Linked DNA regions of Triticum aestivum: region 1 is linked to region 2. A link is a contact called in public HiCAR-type data. All regions are on one chromosome and are shown on one strand. The core of a region is the stretch at or near the end of the contact, and the rest is flanking DNA. Distances in the headings are between cores, read along the strand shown.

Region 1 (3,844 bases), core at 340-2,839, 140 kb before region 2:
GAAATTATAACTTATTACTACCTTCGATCTACAATAAGTGTCGCGGTTTCAAACTAATCCCAATTTAAAACCGCAACACTTATTTTGGATCCGAGGAGTGCCATCTTTTTTTGCCAGAAACTTTTGTGTAAGTGAACAAACTAATAAGTAATGTGAAAAAATGCTACTAGAACTAGCATCGTGCATACATATGGACATTTTACTGAACAATGTGAATAGTATTTAAAAGTTGGTGAACAAAAAGTAATTAAGTAGCCTATGTATTACTAACATTTTAGTGCTTTAGGAAAACAAATTTTATAAGTGGATAAAAAACTAGGTTACATGAACCCTATTTTAGAATTCTTCAGATTGGTGTGACGTCGAGGTGAAGTTAACAAGCAACTGGGCGACAATCTGTTTGGTGTCTTGGTGCTAAAAAAACTCCATTTGTGGACAAAAAACTCGGCGCTGCGCTACAGCAGGAGAAATATTCTTTTTTGCGCAGCGCAGCAAGAGATATTAACCTGCCACATTCAACAGGCATTTTTTCTTCAATTAACGATTGATATGAAAGAGGTAGCGACGTACCAAAAATTCAAAAAAAAAAACAGACTCTCTAACAAGCTAGTTGGCTGGGATCTTCACGGAGAGAAAAATCCTGAATGATCCCACGAGAATCTACAACTAACTGCGTCGCTAACTAAATTCAGAGAATTATTAGTCCATCTAAGAACAGTCTACTCATTGCATGATCAAATAAACATAACTATCTCTAGTTTACAGATCAATGCGCCGGCACGCCTGGCACGCAGCCGAAGGCTCTGGCGACGAAGGCCAAGCAAGGGCAGACGAACTTCTTCACGAACCTATGCATGGCGCCGCCGCGGCGCGTCCCGAGCGGCCCCGGGGACCGCCGACGATAGCGCCGGTGGGCGACGCGCGTGTACATCCGCGACGCCGTCGTCACGGCCCCGGCCTCCGACGAGCGGACGTTGCCCTCCCGGAACGCCTCGAAGAGGACCATGTCCTCGAAGCTGACGTAGCCGAGATCGCCGGCGCGGCGCCGCCCCTCGAAGCAGACCTCGGCCTCGTCACCGCCGGCGCACTGCGTGCGGCCGACCCGCACGTCTTCGTGGGAGCGCGTCCGCAGCAGGCCATTGTTGTTGTTGTTGTTGTTGGGGAAGGAGCCGTCGCTGCTGCTGCCCTGCGCGCAGGAGAGGAGGTCGCCGGCGTTGTCGTGGTGGTGGTGGGCGAGGAGAGGCTGGGAGCGGGAGTGGGAGATCGGCATCGGAGCGCGTGAGGCGGCGGTGCTAGGAGGAGGCGGCGGCGGCGGCGAGAATGAGGACTGTGAACTGTGATCTAAGTTGGTCTAGAATCAAGGGAAGTGGTTAAGATCAATGGGCTGCAGCGCTGGGCAGGTGGATATTCCCCCACGGGACGCGCGGGCGCTGACCGCGCACGCGTCGCAGGCTGACTAGCCGGCCCCACATCGGGTGGGCCCGGTAAGTGGGCCCGTCCCCTCTCCTTCCCGCCACGCATCGCCCCTGGCCACGGCAGAAACAATCCCAGGTCGCCGACGCGCTGGGCCCCGGACGTCAGTGGCTGAAGCCCCCCTCCCCAGTCCGCATCCACTCGAACTGGGTGAGCTCTCGTCCCCTCCTTCCCCGGCCGCTCCACCTCCACTCCTCTTCTCGGACAGCCCACACCGCCGTCGCCGCTCGCGGGAGCCATGCGGGCCCTCGTCTCCCCGGCCCCAGCCGCCGCCGCATTCCTCCCGCGGACCCCGGGCCCCGGCGCGAGCCCTCGAGGGGCCACAGCGCTCTCGCGGCACCGCTCCTCTTCCTGTGGCCGCGCTGTCGCCGCCGGGGCTGCTGCCACAGGTGACCACTGGGGCACCGACGACCAGCAGCACCACGGGGAGCAGCAGCAGTACCGCGGCGGGGCCGGCAGGGGCGGCACCAGGCGCGCGGGGCCGAGCGTGCAGTGCGACGTGGACGTGGTGTCGTGGCGCGAGCGGCGGGTGTTCGCGTCCGTGGCGGTGGCCGCCGACGTCGACACCGTGTGGCGCATCATCACCGACTACGAGCGCCTCGCCGACTTCGTCCCCAACCTCGTGCACAGGTCCGCGTTTCCCATCCACCGCCGTATCAGTCCCTTCATCATCTGTGAACTGAAATTTGGGGAAAATTTCGTGCAGTGGAAGGATTCCGTGCCCGCACGAGGGCAGGATATGGCTGGAGCAGAGGGGGCTGCAGCAAGCGCTCTACTGGCACATCGAGGCCCGCGTCGTGCTGGATCTCCGGGAGGTCCCGGATGCCGTACGTGCTGTGTTCTCTTCACCATAATCTCCTACTAGCAGTTGTTGTCACAGTTCAGATGTTACTACTTACTAGTAGTACATTTTTCTCATTGGCCACGAGTCGTGGGGCAAATTGAGATGTCACTGAAATGTTCGCGGTGCGCTCGAACTGAATGCATCGGTACCATCTGTGCATGATCAGTTGATTAGGTCCCGACTACTGAATACATTTTGCTGTTGGCGTCTCTGCATGTGCTGTTTCTTCTTGTTAAGCTGTGGGTAGCAGATTTAAAGAGGATGAATGCTCTCCCTCGTTTTCTACTTATGTTGAGCTATGTGTCCTTATTTACTCGATTGTTTGGTAACAATTGCTGCGCAGGTTGATGGACGAGAGCTCCACTTCTCCATGGTCGATGGTGACTTCAAGAAGTTTGAAGGGAAATGGTCCGTCAGGGCTGGTCCAAGGTGGGCATCTTGTGATCATTTTTATGCGTTTGTAACATATACCTTCAGTGAGCATCTAGCTTTTTAAGACCATAGTGACTTATCTTCTACCACTTGATGCCCTTATATGGAAATATTTTGATTTCAGGGATCCTTAGATATTTCATCGCCTTAGGCTTTTGAACATCAGAAAAAGAATTCCGTTCATAAATCTTATATGACCCCTGTTTGGTTTGGTTTTTAACAGGTCCGCTAGTGCGATTTTGCTGTACGAAGTTAACGTGATACCACGATTTAATTTCCCAGCAATATTTCTTGAGAGGATTATAAGGTCGGATCTTCCTGTGAATCTTACAGCCTTGGCTTTCAGATCTGAAAAAATGTATTTAGAAAACCATAAATTTGGACCTACAAAATTTACCGGTGCAGAGTCCAAGCCACTTAACTTGCGTAGTGCAACAGTCGAGAATGATGTCATCCCCTCTAGTAAGTTCAAAGAAGCGCCTGCCTCTTCCGGTTTTGGTGGTGTGCTTGCTTCACCCCCTCCTGAGTTGAATGGGAAATGGGGTGTATATGGAAGTGTCTGCAGGCTTGATAGGCCTTGTGTGGTAGATGAGATCCATCTTCGACGATTTGATGGCCTCTTGGTAACTGACTAAGCTTATACCCATCTTAAATTTCACGGAAAGCACACTAAGAAAATTATCTTCTCTTGTGGAATGCTTTTGGTGAAGGAACGTGAAGGGGCTCACAGGTGTGTTGTTGCTAGTATCACTGTGAAAGCACCAGTTCGAGAAGTATGGAATGCACTAACAGCATATGAGAAGTTACCCGAGTAAGTAGTTTTATCTTTTGCGGTATTTGGAGTTCACATAGTCTACTTCCAATACACAGCTATGATCTAATATAGCTATCTTGTAGGATTATACCAAACCTGGCTATCAGTCGGATTATTCTTCGTGATAATAACAAGGTTCGAATAGTACAGGTAGGAGTTCTGTTAATGTTTTACATGATATTCTGGTTGGTTGTTTGTAAATAGCTTTTATGTTTGGGGTTGGAGCATTGCATGGATTTTTCACAGAATTATCAGTCTACACTTCACTTTCTGGTCGTTAG
Region 2 (3,778 bases), core at 415-2,914:
GGTGTCGTGCGTTCGTTACTTGATCGGTTGGATTGCGAAGACGTTCGACTACATCAACCGTGTTACTTAACGCTTCCTCTTTCGGTGTACGAGGGTACGTGGACACACTCTCTCCCTCGTTGCTATGCATCACCTAGATAGATCTTGCGTGATCATAGGAATTTTTTTGAAATTACTGTGTTCCCCTACAGTCACCACTATTCATATGATGCTTGTTGTCTCCATGTGTGAGTTGTTCCCCTAGTTCTCAGGGATGTGGATAAACTTTGGTATGTCTGAGTTGAATGCTTATAAGGATATGAGAATGTCCACTGGACGTTTGGTTTAATAGCCTTCGTGAATGTTGTGAAAGGGCCCCACTCAGCATTTCTACCTTCGTGAATGCCTAGTGTCGTTGTAAAGGTTATGATGTTGATGTAAGGCGACAGGAAAGGCCTCTCTACTCCGTCTTTGCAATTGATAGGGGAGTAACAGAGAACCCTTGGTGAGGCCGCGACAATGGGGAAATCCTTAATTATTTTGTGAGAACCAGAGCGGGGAAACTATAGTAGTGACGTGCGTGGTACGAAGTCTACCTAGAGTAGAATGTATGATGTACCCGGATCTGTCCAATTACAAATGTCAAGAGTGGCTCAAGTATCCAACCTAGAACTATATGCTAGAGCATATGTTGTGTTAGACACATGCCAATGGGAATTCCGGACTCCTTGAGAATACCCTAATCCTCTTGTTGGTTTCATCGCCATATTTGTCTCGTTGTGCTCTTTTAATTCTTTTGCATTATCTACTATTGTTCGCACTCTACTCAAAATTATTACAACCTTCCACCTTCATTTTGTTTTGTGTCTACAACTAACTTCCGCCTACACGATTCGGTATTTGGACACACAGTTCATGAATAAAAAAACCAGAAATTTAAAATAATAATTAAAAACCATTTTGTTTCACTCAACTATAGGTTTATCGAAAACCGGTTCAAAATAATTACAACCTTCCGCCTTCATTTTGTTTTATTCAACTATAGGTTTTGGTGAGTCTTTCCCACAATAAACCGGAAGTAAAACAAAATCAAAATAACAAATCCAAAATATGATTCACGCAAATAAATAAATAAAATTGAATACCACAAACGGGAAGGAAAACCCGAAGCCCGGAGTTTCAATTTTTTTGGAAGCACATGTTGTGCCCCCCCCCCCCTTTTTTTTTCTGGAGAGCACACATGTGCTTCTCGTGAAAGCAAATCTATACTTCCACACAAAGCAAGTCTGTGCTTCTCGTAAAATCACATAATTTCTTTTGCTCGGAAGCAAATATATGATTGTCATGATTTTTTTCTTCACATTTTTCTTTCTCCAAAACCTAGGGAAAATAGGCGGAACTTGTAAAGACATTTGATGCATAGGATATGAATTTTTTTCATTGAGTCTAAGCTGATGTTTTCCTTTGAAATGTGAAGAATCGGTTCCTATCCTACTACATAGGATGATAGGAATATGAATCCATTCCTACAAACCAAAGAGCTAAAAAACAATTTCTTTGAAAATCCTATCCTATAGTATTCCTAGACACAATTCCTACAAATCAAAGAAGGCCTGAGTGGGCTTTTTCCCATCAGCCCAAGGGTCGGCCCCCAACGACCAAATCAATCAATAGCCCAATCATTAGTTTTTTTCTCGTCCTCTCCCATCTCCATCTCCATCTCCGACTGCGCCGCCACGACCACGACCCATCTCCCAGCCTCGCTCACTCCGCCCTCCACCCGCCGCTCCCCTTCGCCGCCGCTCACCAGTCAGGGGCCACCGCCGCGCCGCTCCCGCCCCTCCGCTCCGTTCCTTGAGCTCGCCTTTGACCCGGCGGCGAGGACCTGCAGGCCGCCCTTCTCCTTCCTCGGACGGTTCCTCCCCGTTCCCCGACTCCACCCTCAGCCCTCTGGCTCTCTCAGGCACCAGGCTAGTCAGCAGCCAGCGGCAGCTCGCCCGTTTAGATCTCCACCTCGCGCTCGCAGGCGGCGGCAGCAGCACCCACCCAAGGTACACTCCTGAAGGTGATCTACAGACTGCAGTACAGCTAGCTAAATTTTTGATTTGATTTGCTGCTCCATGTTCAATTTACACTTAATAAAAGTCTAATTATATCCCTCTGGAACTTGGGAGTTGGAACAGGGCATCAACATTCTCTGTCAATTGGAACTCGTTGCAGTGCTAGTCCTTGTCGTCCTCTCCCCTTTACTCCTGGACTGCCCTGGAGTAAAGATCCATCAGGACGCCACCCCTTTGGCCCCCATAGCTGGTTGCGGTGAGGGGTTCGCGCACTGGACCCAGGCGTGCCTGCCGGGATGGCCGGAAGTAGCCTCTGGGTAGTTCGATTGGCTTCCCTTCTTGCAGTCGGATTCGTGGTCGGCTCCGTCGAGGCCAGCCCTGGAGATGCTCATCCGCAGTACAGGTGAGACGAAGCATTGTTGACTCATCTCGTGGTGCAGATGATGTATCATTGCGCCTGGTTGTTGTTTATTTTCTTATATACTTGATTCCAGGCCTGGCTGGATAAATTGGTTCTCGAGTTTTTGTAGTTTTTCTAATGTGAAAGTGGGCCTAGCTGCGCTGTGGTTGATGCTTATTGCTTGTAATTGTAGTAATTAAATCTGAGATATATTATACCTAGTAGCATTGCTCGTCGTCTTTTAAATATATATATCTAGATGCGTAATTGGGTTAACTTTAGCTGATGTTTCGTCATCTTACCTAGTTGGTTAAAAATATTAAATCTCTCGTTCTATCTTTTGGAATGCATGTACTGGAGTCCACAATTGACTATCCTACAGTTTGATTGAAAATATCTGAACAGGAAAACTGGACACTGTCGATCGAAGATGGTTATTGTTTGACTTCGACTTGACAATGGAACAATAGAACCTTAAAGTATTCCTGTCCGTCAGATGAACAATTAGTCAAGTTTCAGCTACCACACTCTACTTTCTAGTGTAATTAGTAAATTGGTTCAAAGGTGGATTCACTAAAGTGGATAAAGTGACAAATACTCAGATGGAGGGAATAATATGTGAGAAAATAGTGGCATACTTTGAGTTACATAATTTTCAATCCCATTTTAGATGCTTTAGATTAGATGCACACAGATTAAGTGGTGATACATGACTGGTATTCTTGCCATGGTAAATTACTCAGTCATACTTACTCCCTCCGTAACTTAATATAGGACGTTTTTTGACACGTGTCAAAAAACGTCTTATATTAAGTTACGGAGGGAGTATTAGATAGACAGAGAGACTGCAGGTCAAACAATTAATTATTGGATTCAGAGCAGCACTAGCTAGAGGTTAGATGCAGCTCTGGGCTTTATACTATACTACCACACCTACTTAGAGGAATTTAAAAGTATACAAACATAATACCTCAAAGTGGTGTTAAGTATTGTGATAATGGTTGTTACCATACATTGATCATTTTGTGTTACTTCATTGTGAAATATGTTTTTGTTCTCTTACTGACTTGACTGAAACTATTTATGTTAAGGATTGCTATAATGGTTGTTAGTTGTTACAAAATGTTTGGTCCTTTCTTGTTACTTCATTGTGAGATATGTTTTTGTTTCTTGCTGACTTGACTGAAATACTGGATTAGTAGTTTAGTCTCCCTCCGACTCCAAAAAGAAGGCACACACTCTTTATGAAAGTCAAGTTTAACCATGAATTTAACTAATAAGATTATACCATTAAATTTGTATCGGAAAGAAGTTTCCAGTGGTATAACTTTTAAGTTAC

What was found. HiCAR-type assays count read pairs that join an accessible place to other places.
Region 1: a HiCAR-type map of leaf shows a contact between it and region 2, with 7 times the contacts expected there. The contact joins the promoter of LOC123114203 here to the promoter of LOC123114201 in region 2. A contact is called at or near these places in 2 of 5 Hi-C or Micro-C datasets (both in leaf) and 1 of 1 datasets of contacts at active chromatin or transcription factors (leaf).

What each region holds. Positions count from the first base shown.
Region 1 is chr5B:684,063,860-684,067,703 of IWGSC CS RefSeq v2.1, reverse strand. LOC123114203 reads left to right here and starts at 1,589. Exons shown (of 10, transcript XM_044535589.1): 1 at 1,589-2,103; 2 at 2,180-2,300; 3 at 2,661-2,746; 4 at 2,973-3,372; 5 at 3,460-3,560; 6 at 3,647-3,713. The coding sequence starts at 1,712.
Region 2 is chr5B:683,925,263-683,929,040 of IWGSC CS RefSeq v2.1, reverse strand. It overlaps LOC123114201 (post-GPI attachment to proteins factor 3), which reads left to right and starts at 1,664. Exons shown (of 6, transcript XM_044535587.1): 1 at 1,664-2,044; 2 at 2,163-2,442. The coding sequence starts at 2,336.